Linked DNA regions of Triticum aestivum: region 2 is linked to region 1. A link is a contact called in public Hi-C data. All regions are on one chromosome and are shown on one strand. The core of a region is the stretch at or near the end of the contact, and the rest is flanking DNA. Distances in the headings are between cores, read along the strand shown.

The links. Hi-C and Micro-C count contacts between places; a contact is called where the count stands out from the background.
Region 2: a Hi-C map of leaf shows a contact between it and region 1, with 3 times the contacts expected there. The contact joins the promoter of LOC123134403 here to the promoter of LOC123134392 in region 1. A contact is called at or near these places in 2 of 5 Hi-C or Micro-C datasets (leaf and root) and 1 of 1 datasets of contacts at active chromatin or transcription factors (leaf).

Annotation. Positions count from the first base shown.
Region 1 is chr1B:493,820,736-493,824,821 of IWGSC CS RefSeq v2.1, forward strand. It overlaps LOC123134392 (FT-interacting protein 3), which reads right to left and starts at 2,343. Exons shown (of 1, transcript XM_044553656.1): 1 at 1-2,343. The coding sequence starts at 2,125.
Region 2 is chr1B:494,087,004-494,091,089 of IWGSC CS RefSeq v2.1, forward strand. It overlaps LOC123134403 (myb-related protein 308), which reads right to left and starts at 2,358. Exons shown (of 2, transcript XM_044553665.1): 1 at 1,983-2,358; 2 at 1,106-1,888. The coding sequence starts at 2,245. The coding sequence ends at 1,408.

The sequences.
Region 1 (4,086 bases), core at 1,093-3,592:
TTACAATGTCAGCTGGCCTGTTGGATGGGAATGTGTCAAACTCCTCATCAAGCTCATCAGGGTGTGTGAACTCAGCCTGCGATAGCTTAGTATCCATGTGTGGTGGGTGCCTTGACCGGAAGCGATAGTTCCACAGTCCGATCATAAACATGTAGAGGAAGATGGTAGGCAGGATGAGCTCCGGGTAGCAGATCAGTATCAGGAACAACATGTGCACCAGCATTGTTGTGATCGGGTTTCGCCAGCTCCTGATGCCATCATACCACTTGGCCATTGAGGCAAAACCACAGAACAGAGAGGTGATGCGATAGAAGTTGGCCTTGCTGCGCCGGAGACTGAACATGTGCGAGCCCACATCAAGCGTGTACTCAACCACCTCCCTGCGCAGAGGAGGCTCAGCACGGCTAAGCCTTGCCGAAACAATCTGCATCGCCTGGTGCCTCAGGTAGTCCAACTGCATCACTGATATTGGTTGTGAGTAGTGCATCTTCGGCAGCAGCGGACGGCCATACATTGCCATCATGTTAACCCATGCCGTGCATGTAAACCGCACAGCCAAATGCAGCTCACCGGTCTTCTTGAGGCCACTTGGCTTAAGAGCCAGCAAAGGATAGAAATGGGTGTACACCCGGTCAGTCTCCAGTGTCGAGAGACGGATTCTGACCTTGCCAATGCTTTCATCCCGGGCATCACCATTCTTGCTCCCAATCTGGCTATTGTCAAACACCACCACCGTGATCACGGTGCAAGGATCAAACACCTCCCAGGTATACTGCTCATTCCACTGGGGATTCAGGGTGTTCATGATGGTTCTTGTGCGCACCCATTTCGGACCATACTTGGCAACACAGTAAGCGTCGGTGCTGCGACCATCCTTGGCCTTCATGGGAATCAAGTTGCGTGCACCTAGAACCCCCACCTCAAGGATCCCAATGCTCGGCTTCCGGGTGTGCTTTGATGATGGCTGGAGATCACTGCTGTAGTAAGTCGACTCGTCAAGAACATGGTACCCAAAGTCCAGCGACATCCGAAGCTGTATCTTGCTCGCGAACTTGCCCTCCTTCTTCTCGCCGTCGTCGCTGGGGCGCGCAAGGCTGTACCAGCGCGGCTCCACGGGCTTGCCGAAGTGGTCATGGCGCGGCATTGCGGCGTTGAGGGGCAGCATAATGCGCCCGAGCGGCTCGTCGCGGCCCGGCCCGACGCGGTCCTCCACGGTGACGAGCAAGGGCTCGTCGAAGGGCTCCGACGCGACAAACATGAACTCCTCGTTCCACATCGGGTTGGGCGTCCCCGGCGGCCCGCCCGGGCGCGTGCGCCGCACCTGCCCGGCGAGCTGCAGCTTGACGGAGGCGTTCATGGGGCGCGACGTGTCGTGGGGCACGAGGTCCTGCGCCCCGATGGCGGCGACGCGGAGGTACACGAGCTTGGGCGAGAAGTATACCTTGGCGCGCGTGGAGGCGACGGCCGACGGACCAGCCGCCCCATGCGCATCGGAATGCCAAGCCTCCGGAAACGCCTCATCGGCCTGGGTCCCGAGCCACACCGACAGCATGATCTCGCCGCGGTGGAGCTTCTCCCCACGCTTGCCGTCGAGCCTGTACCACTGGGGCGCCAGCGGGGAGTCCGGCGGCACGCGGACCGGGACCTCGGAGAGATCGAACCCTATGCGGCCGACCATGTCGTCGCCGCCGGCGAGATCCTTGGCCTTGACGGCGACCTCGAGCAGATGCGACTGGAGGTGCGTGGCGGAGAAGGCGAAGACCTGGTGCCAGGAAGGGCTATGGTGGCCGGCGAGGACGGCGGTGGTGCCCTTGAAGTTGCCGAGCTTGACCTCGACGAAGGGGTCGATGGAGCCGGTGGGGGAGACGGCGGGGAGGTCCCGCGCCTTGACGACGTGCACGTAGAGGAAGCGCATCGGCTCGACGAGGTCGTAGGTGGAGGAGATCTTGCCCGCGGCGTTGGCGGCGGCGGCGGAGGGGTTGAGGCCCGGGATGTTGAAGCGGGGCCGCAGCATGGCGGCCAACGGCGGGCGCGTCTCCGTCAGCCCGAACTGCTGCGGCGGCGGCGCCATCGGGCCCCCCGGCCCGTGCATCATGAACGGCCGCGGCTGCATTGCTCCCTTCATATCGGCGGGGTCGCACCGTCGCTCTGCGGTGGCGGCGGCGGCGTGGGGAAGGGAGGGGGGGGGAGTGGAGTGGGGGCTAGTGTGGCATTCCGTCGAGCAGTTGGTGGTGGGGTGGTGCCGTGGGAGCGCAATGGAGGGGAGCGTGCGTGCGCAGGGTACGGTAGAGGGATCTGTAGCACCTCGAAACGAATCCCGGCCGTCAGATCCGCATCGGGTGTCCCTCGTATATCCGTATCTAACAAAAAGGGGTAGATAAAGCGCAAGGACTAGACGCCCAGACGATAGAGCACGATACGTGACCGACGTGTAGGTCAGCGCAGCCCGTGGCCGCCGTGTCAGTGACGTTGGAGACACCCCGCACGGCGTGGGAAGGCGCTGGCGTAGTGGGAGGCGCGGCCTGTTGCGAGGCGGGCGGCGAAACGTGGGGCTCCACCCGGGAGGGATGGATGTGCTGGACAGCTCGACGGGCCGGTGCGTCGGATCCTCTGCGAGCGAGATCCACCGGTGCGCCCCCACTGGGACTGGGTCTCCGCTGGCCCCCGCAACGCTGTTTGTTTGTTTCACTTTCTTGCTAGCCATTTACGTGCTCGCATGGGCCCCGCCCAAAGATGATTGAGAGAATTCTGGCCCATCCTGCAGCGAAACTTTCGTGCCACGAATCATGTTTCATGCGAACCCCAGGGACGGTCACGTGGGCCGTTTCGCGATCCGATGTTCAGAGTAACATTGGAGTGGTATGTTTGACAGATTCAGGCCGTCAGGTGCTTTTGAATTTGAAGCAACGGAGATGGTCGCCGCAGACGATCTCGTGCGTCGCAGCAAAGCCTGAGATACGGGGTTGTTGGCATGGCGCGGACGGACGTTGAGCTCGGTCGGTCGGTCCCTGTCATTTCCCCGAAATCGCTGTTTGTTGATGGCTTCACGCCTTCGTCCGTGCAATCCGGACGTGAGCCGTTGCCTCGCTTCCTCTCCGTTTTCAAACATCCCATATAAAATTCCACTTTCCTCACTACTGCGTAGTATCTTTCTCTTTTTTTTTCCTCACTAGTATATTCGCTACGTACTTCTATCTTTTTTCCGGACATCCGTGCACTGCATCTGGTAAATTTCCATGTGCAGCCACGCACACTGTTGCTGCACGTCGAGCAGGCAGCAACTGTGCCAGACAATGCTGCGAAATCTCGAATAAATTTCGCGCTCGCTCGCTTTTACGCGTGCGACGGGCTAGTACTGCTATAGACATTTCATACTAGCTTCGCTTTTCCGAAAGCGTCTCTCTCTTTTTCCGAATGATAAACAAAGGCGACCGCTCCTGTCGCGAAAGTCGGCGAGAAGGCTTCTCCCTAGGGGAATAGCTCCAAACTCTGGTGAGTCAGCCGTGTCGCGGCCGCCCAGTTTCGGAGTGAGAATTTTACGCTGGCGAGTAGAGTACATCGCACAATGGCGCACATAGGCATAGCTCGCGTCACTTTCAAGTGCCTCCTCCCTTTTGAGCGTTTTTGGTAGATTGATTAGGCACGACAGGTGATTGACAAGCTAGGATAGGTGACATGGACCATGCATGAGTGCGACGGAGGAAGCCGCTCACCTACCGCTCTTGTTCCTGGCTCTGGCTGGCAGCACGGCGAACGGTAGAATATGCATGCGTCGTCCACGCTGGGGGTGAGGTATCGTGCACCGCACTGTACTACTGGCATCGCATTGCCAAGGGGAAACGTACGCCGAGCAGGACACGGGTGCCCGGCGGGTCCAGCGAAGTTGGTGGCCTCAGGCCCAGGGCCAGGGCCAGGAGAGCGCTGAGTCATTGAGCATAGACCAGCGCGAACATCTCGGCGATCTCGGGCAGGGGCGCACATGGAGATGGAGTGACCTCCTCCTCACCGGTCGAGCTCGCATGGGCCGGGGAACGGGCGCTGCTGTGCTGTGGGCGTGCGCGAAGGCGCGGCGGGAACAGTTCAAAG
Region 2 (4,086 bases), core at 1,108-3,607, 270 kb after region 1:
GGCTCCCCTCTGCTCCCGCCTATAAATCCGTGGATACGGCCAGCCACGCGTCGCATAACAACTCATCTTCCATCGTCGAGTAGCTCACCATCCTTCATATTCTAAAAACGACACACCATTTAAAAATAAGCTCAATGTCATTTGACCAAACACCTGTCGGGCGTGGTGTCCGCCATGGAAGTCGTCGACATAGGGCGAAATACCTGGGTACAAATGGCTCTGGGGTGGGCAGCTCCATCGTAGGCGCGTCGCTGCTGGTTCCGGACGTCCGGCAATGGCCAGAGACATACATCACCGCCGGTGGAGGTGGAGGGTGCAGATGGAAAGCAAGGGAGAGAAGGGCGGAGTGGAAGAAACTGAGACCAGAAGGGGGGATTGGGTGGGCCAGGGGTGTTGAAGTCCTACGGGGCCGTTTGGATGGAAGCCAACGACAGCCCTGCCAAAATTTTGGCGTTGACTGAGGCCACAGGCGAGCGTTGGTGGCTGCCCAAATTTCGGATCTAGCCAAATTTTTGGTCACCACATCCAGTTTTTCATGCAGGGCGATTCGCCGGCGGCGAAATCTCCCGCCAAATAGTTGGCGCGCCAAGCGTTGGTAGGGCGACTGCGGGCGCCATCCAAACGGCTCCTACGTTTCGGTTGTCCGAACTCTCGCAAAGCTCACCCACTTTGTCTCTAATTTACGGGAGAAATCTTGTCTGGATCGCCTGGCAGACCGATACAGGTCGGTGTTGAATGGTTTTCACGGTTCGGATAGCTCGATCTGTACGGTTGCGGGAGGTTTGTGTGTCCACCTTAAAGATGCCCTAATAGTTCTTCGAAATGCTTCCATTTCACCTCTTTATAACCAATCCAAATGAAAGTTTAAGCATAAAATCTCTCACGGTTGGAAGAACCGCATTCCCCAAGGCACCAAACTTGAGAATAGAATAGCATTGTTTGGCCATACGAGTTTCTTCACTGCCTAACTCCCTGCTAACTGAAGGATTCGTGGAGTGCAAACACAGACAAGCCGAAATACCTACCCAAAAAACACACCACATGATTGCCTTGCGCAACATCCATCCACATGACCGAAACTGCACAGGAAAGGAACACCGGAATCTGATGCCCGAAACAATAATGTGTCCGCTACCTCACATCAGGTCCTCCCTTTTTTCCGCAAAAAACACACACCAACCTTTGTCACATTATCCCCTCGTTTTTTCCACCAAACACAGCACCAACCAACGATACAAAATTAGGGACAGAGAGGACAAATATTCATGGTTGAAATACTATGAACAGATTAGATATTCTTTCACCGTTTTTTTCACCGTTTTGTGAGACGGTGGTGCTGTGGAGGTGGAAAAATTCACCGTCTTGCAAATTGCTGTGGAGCCTAGGGCCTAGCCGTCTCGTCTCGTCTCATATGTACTGGCCTTCCTCCAACGGCCTGAAATATCTGAACCCGCCCCCCTGGGAGCCCGGGCTGTCGGCCTGACGGCAGCTGCATGCCTCCCCGCCGCGGAAGCCGAGGTGGCGGCAGAGGCAGACCGGGTGCGAGGTCGGCGTGTCGGCCGCCGGCGGGCCCACCGACAGGTCGAGGTTTAGGTCGGGGCACCGTGGTTCCCCCGTGCTCGTCGCGCCGCTGCTGCCGTCGTCGGACGACGACTCCACGACCGGCGGCTGCTTTGTCGGCAGGGCGAACATCGTGGGTGGCGCTGCCCTCGCCGGCACTGCTATGTGTGCAGGGCGGGATGCCGCGCCGCCGTCGACGGCCGTGAGCGGGCGGTGCGTGTGGGGGTCCATGCCGCGGGACAGGAGCTTGCGCTTGATGTGCGTGTTCCAGTAGTTCTTGATCTCGTTGTCCGTCCTGCCCGGCAGCTGCCCGGCGATCAGAGACCACCTGCACGAGCGAGCATTCCCGTCGTCAGCAAAGAAGTCATACTGCTGTATACGAAGAAGGCACGTCGACGAGGCCGATGGGTAGAGCGACTTACTTGTTGCCGAGGAGGCTGTGGAGGCGGATGATGAGCTCGTCCTCGTCGTCGGTGAAGTTGCCGCGCTTGAGGTCGGGACGGAGGTAGTTCATCCAGCGCAGGCGGCAGCTCTTGCCGCAGCGGAGCAGGCCGGCCGCCTTGGGCAGCGAGCGCCAGCAGCCCTCGCCGTTGGCCCTGATGTAGGCGACCAGCCGCTGGTCCTCCTCCTTGGTCCAGGCCCCCTTGTTGGTGTGCTCCTTCTCGCAGCACGGCGACCGCCCCATTCCGGCCAAACTCAGCAGTAACACCACGCGCGAGCTCAGGCCGGTGCTAGAGCAGGGCAGGGCAGGGCAGGGAGGAAGCGAGCTCTCTCCTGTTTCTGAGGCGGGAGAGCGGAGGCGGAGCGGTATATATGGCGTGGTGTGTGTGTTGGTTGGCCTTTTTCTCTGTCCGCATTGACTCGGCAGCATGTAGTGAGTTTGACGGGGGCGTGGTGGGGTGGGTTGGGTTGGGTGGTGGTTGCGGGAGGGAGGGAGGCGGTGCGGTTGCGGCGGTGGAGCCCGCGTGTTTTTGGTTCCAGCCCCCCTCTCGTACTTGGCACGTACCGCTACAGTTTGAGTTTGGTAGGCAGAGTTCGCTGGGCATTTTTAATAATCACAATCCACACACGTCGCTGCAAGGTGCGGGTACGGTTGGAAGATGTTCGCCTTTAAGAGCTAGCTAGGTTTAGTAGAAGTTGGTGCTCCGTAGAGTACTATTGTACTCCCTGTTAGATGGGTAGAAATACGGAACCCATTGACCGGCGAACAGTAGCATACATACACTCATATAGAGCTGGTACAGTACGAGTATACAGCACAACAAACACATCCGTAAATGCAAAAGAAATACATTTTAGCCACACATCAGTCAGGTGATTTTCGGATTCGGCACCAGTCGATTTTTGAATGAAGGAATGAGAAGGGAGGGCCTCGCCGGAGAGAAGCAAGGGGCTCGCCGTCATCAGCCGAGTATCTATCTTTGGGTTCTCGGCAAGGGTGGTGGTGGTGTGGGGATTCGCCGGAGAAAAAGCTCAGCGCAGGGGGGGGGGGTGTGGTATAGAGGGATGGCCAGGGCGGCGAAGGACCGACAGTGTGGCTTGGTTCCGAAAAAGGCGAGGCAGCGGGGGCCGGCGGTGAGGCCGGTGGTGGCTGACGGCTCAAGAAAGAAGATGGGTCGGAAGGTTGAAGAAAGACCGTGGGTCATTGATTTCGCATCCAACGGTTCACATAATCGACTGACCTCAAACCAAATTTTTTAGCTGGCTGGTTTCTAGCCGCACCCAAAGAAATACTACTAGAATGTCAATTCAAGCCAAGACAAGAATCTTCCGAATTCCACGTAGGTGGTTCTTGCAAAATTATGTGAGATGGATTTGAAAAGTGCTTGAACCGATCGAAGAAGCTTCTGCACGCGGAAGGAATCAGCAACAACCAACCGTGGTACGTGCGTATGCAAGCTTTACGGGCAGTAGGTGCACGACACCCTAGAGGAGGAAATCCTCTAGAAGGGTGCAATAATTTAGGACTTGGGTTAGGTGACGTGCATCTGGTATTCTGGCTACGAGTTTAGGTCGAGTTTGGTAGCAGCCCAGCCCAGCCTCGGTGGGCTAGCTCGGATCGGATAAAGAATCCGGTAAAGGTGTCCGCCACCCGGGTCAAAACTAACGTGCCAAGCTTCCCTTTTCGTTGGGAACCACTTTTGGTCGTACCGGGTCGGGTCCCCCGTCCCCGGCCCCAGCCCGTTGAATCGGGCCCGACGTACCGTGATTCATGCATGGAGCAGACGTTGGTGCCGACCTGTTCTGCACAAGAAAAATAGCACGCCGAGTTCAAGTGAACTCGTCCGAGTGTACCCGGTCAGCGACAGTGAGCTAGTGCTAGTGATGCGGATCGGCAAGAATCGGTCGTGTCCCGTGCCGAAAAGGGAGTCAAGTTGGAGGGAGGCTCCACCACAGTCCACACCGCGTGTTTTTCTTGCAGGCGCAGGCTAGCTGAGATATCATGGGCGAGCTCTCGGCAGGGGCAGGGCACGGGCCATCGTTGGCAAGCGTTGTAGATGGACTGAACCCGACCGGGGCGAAAAG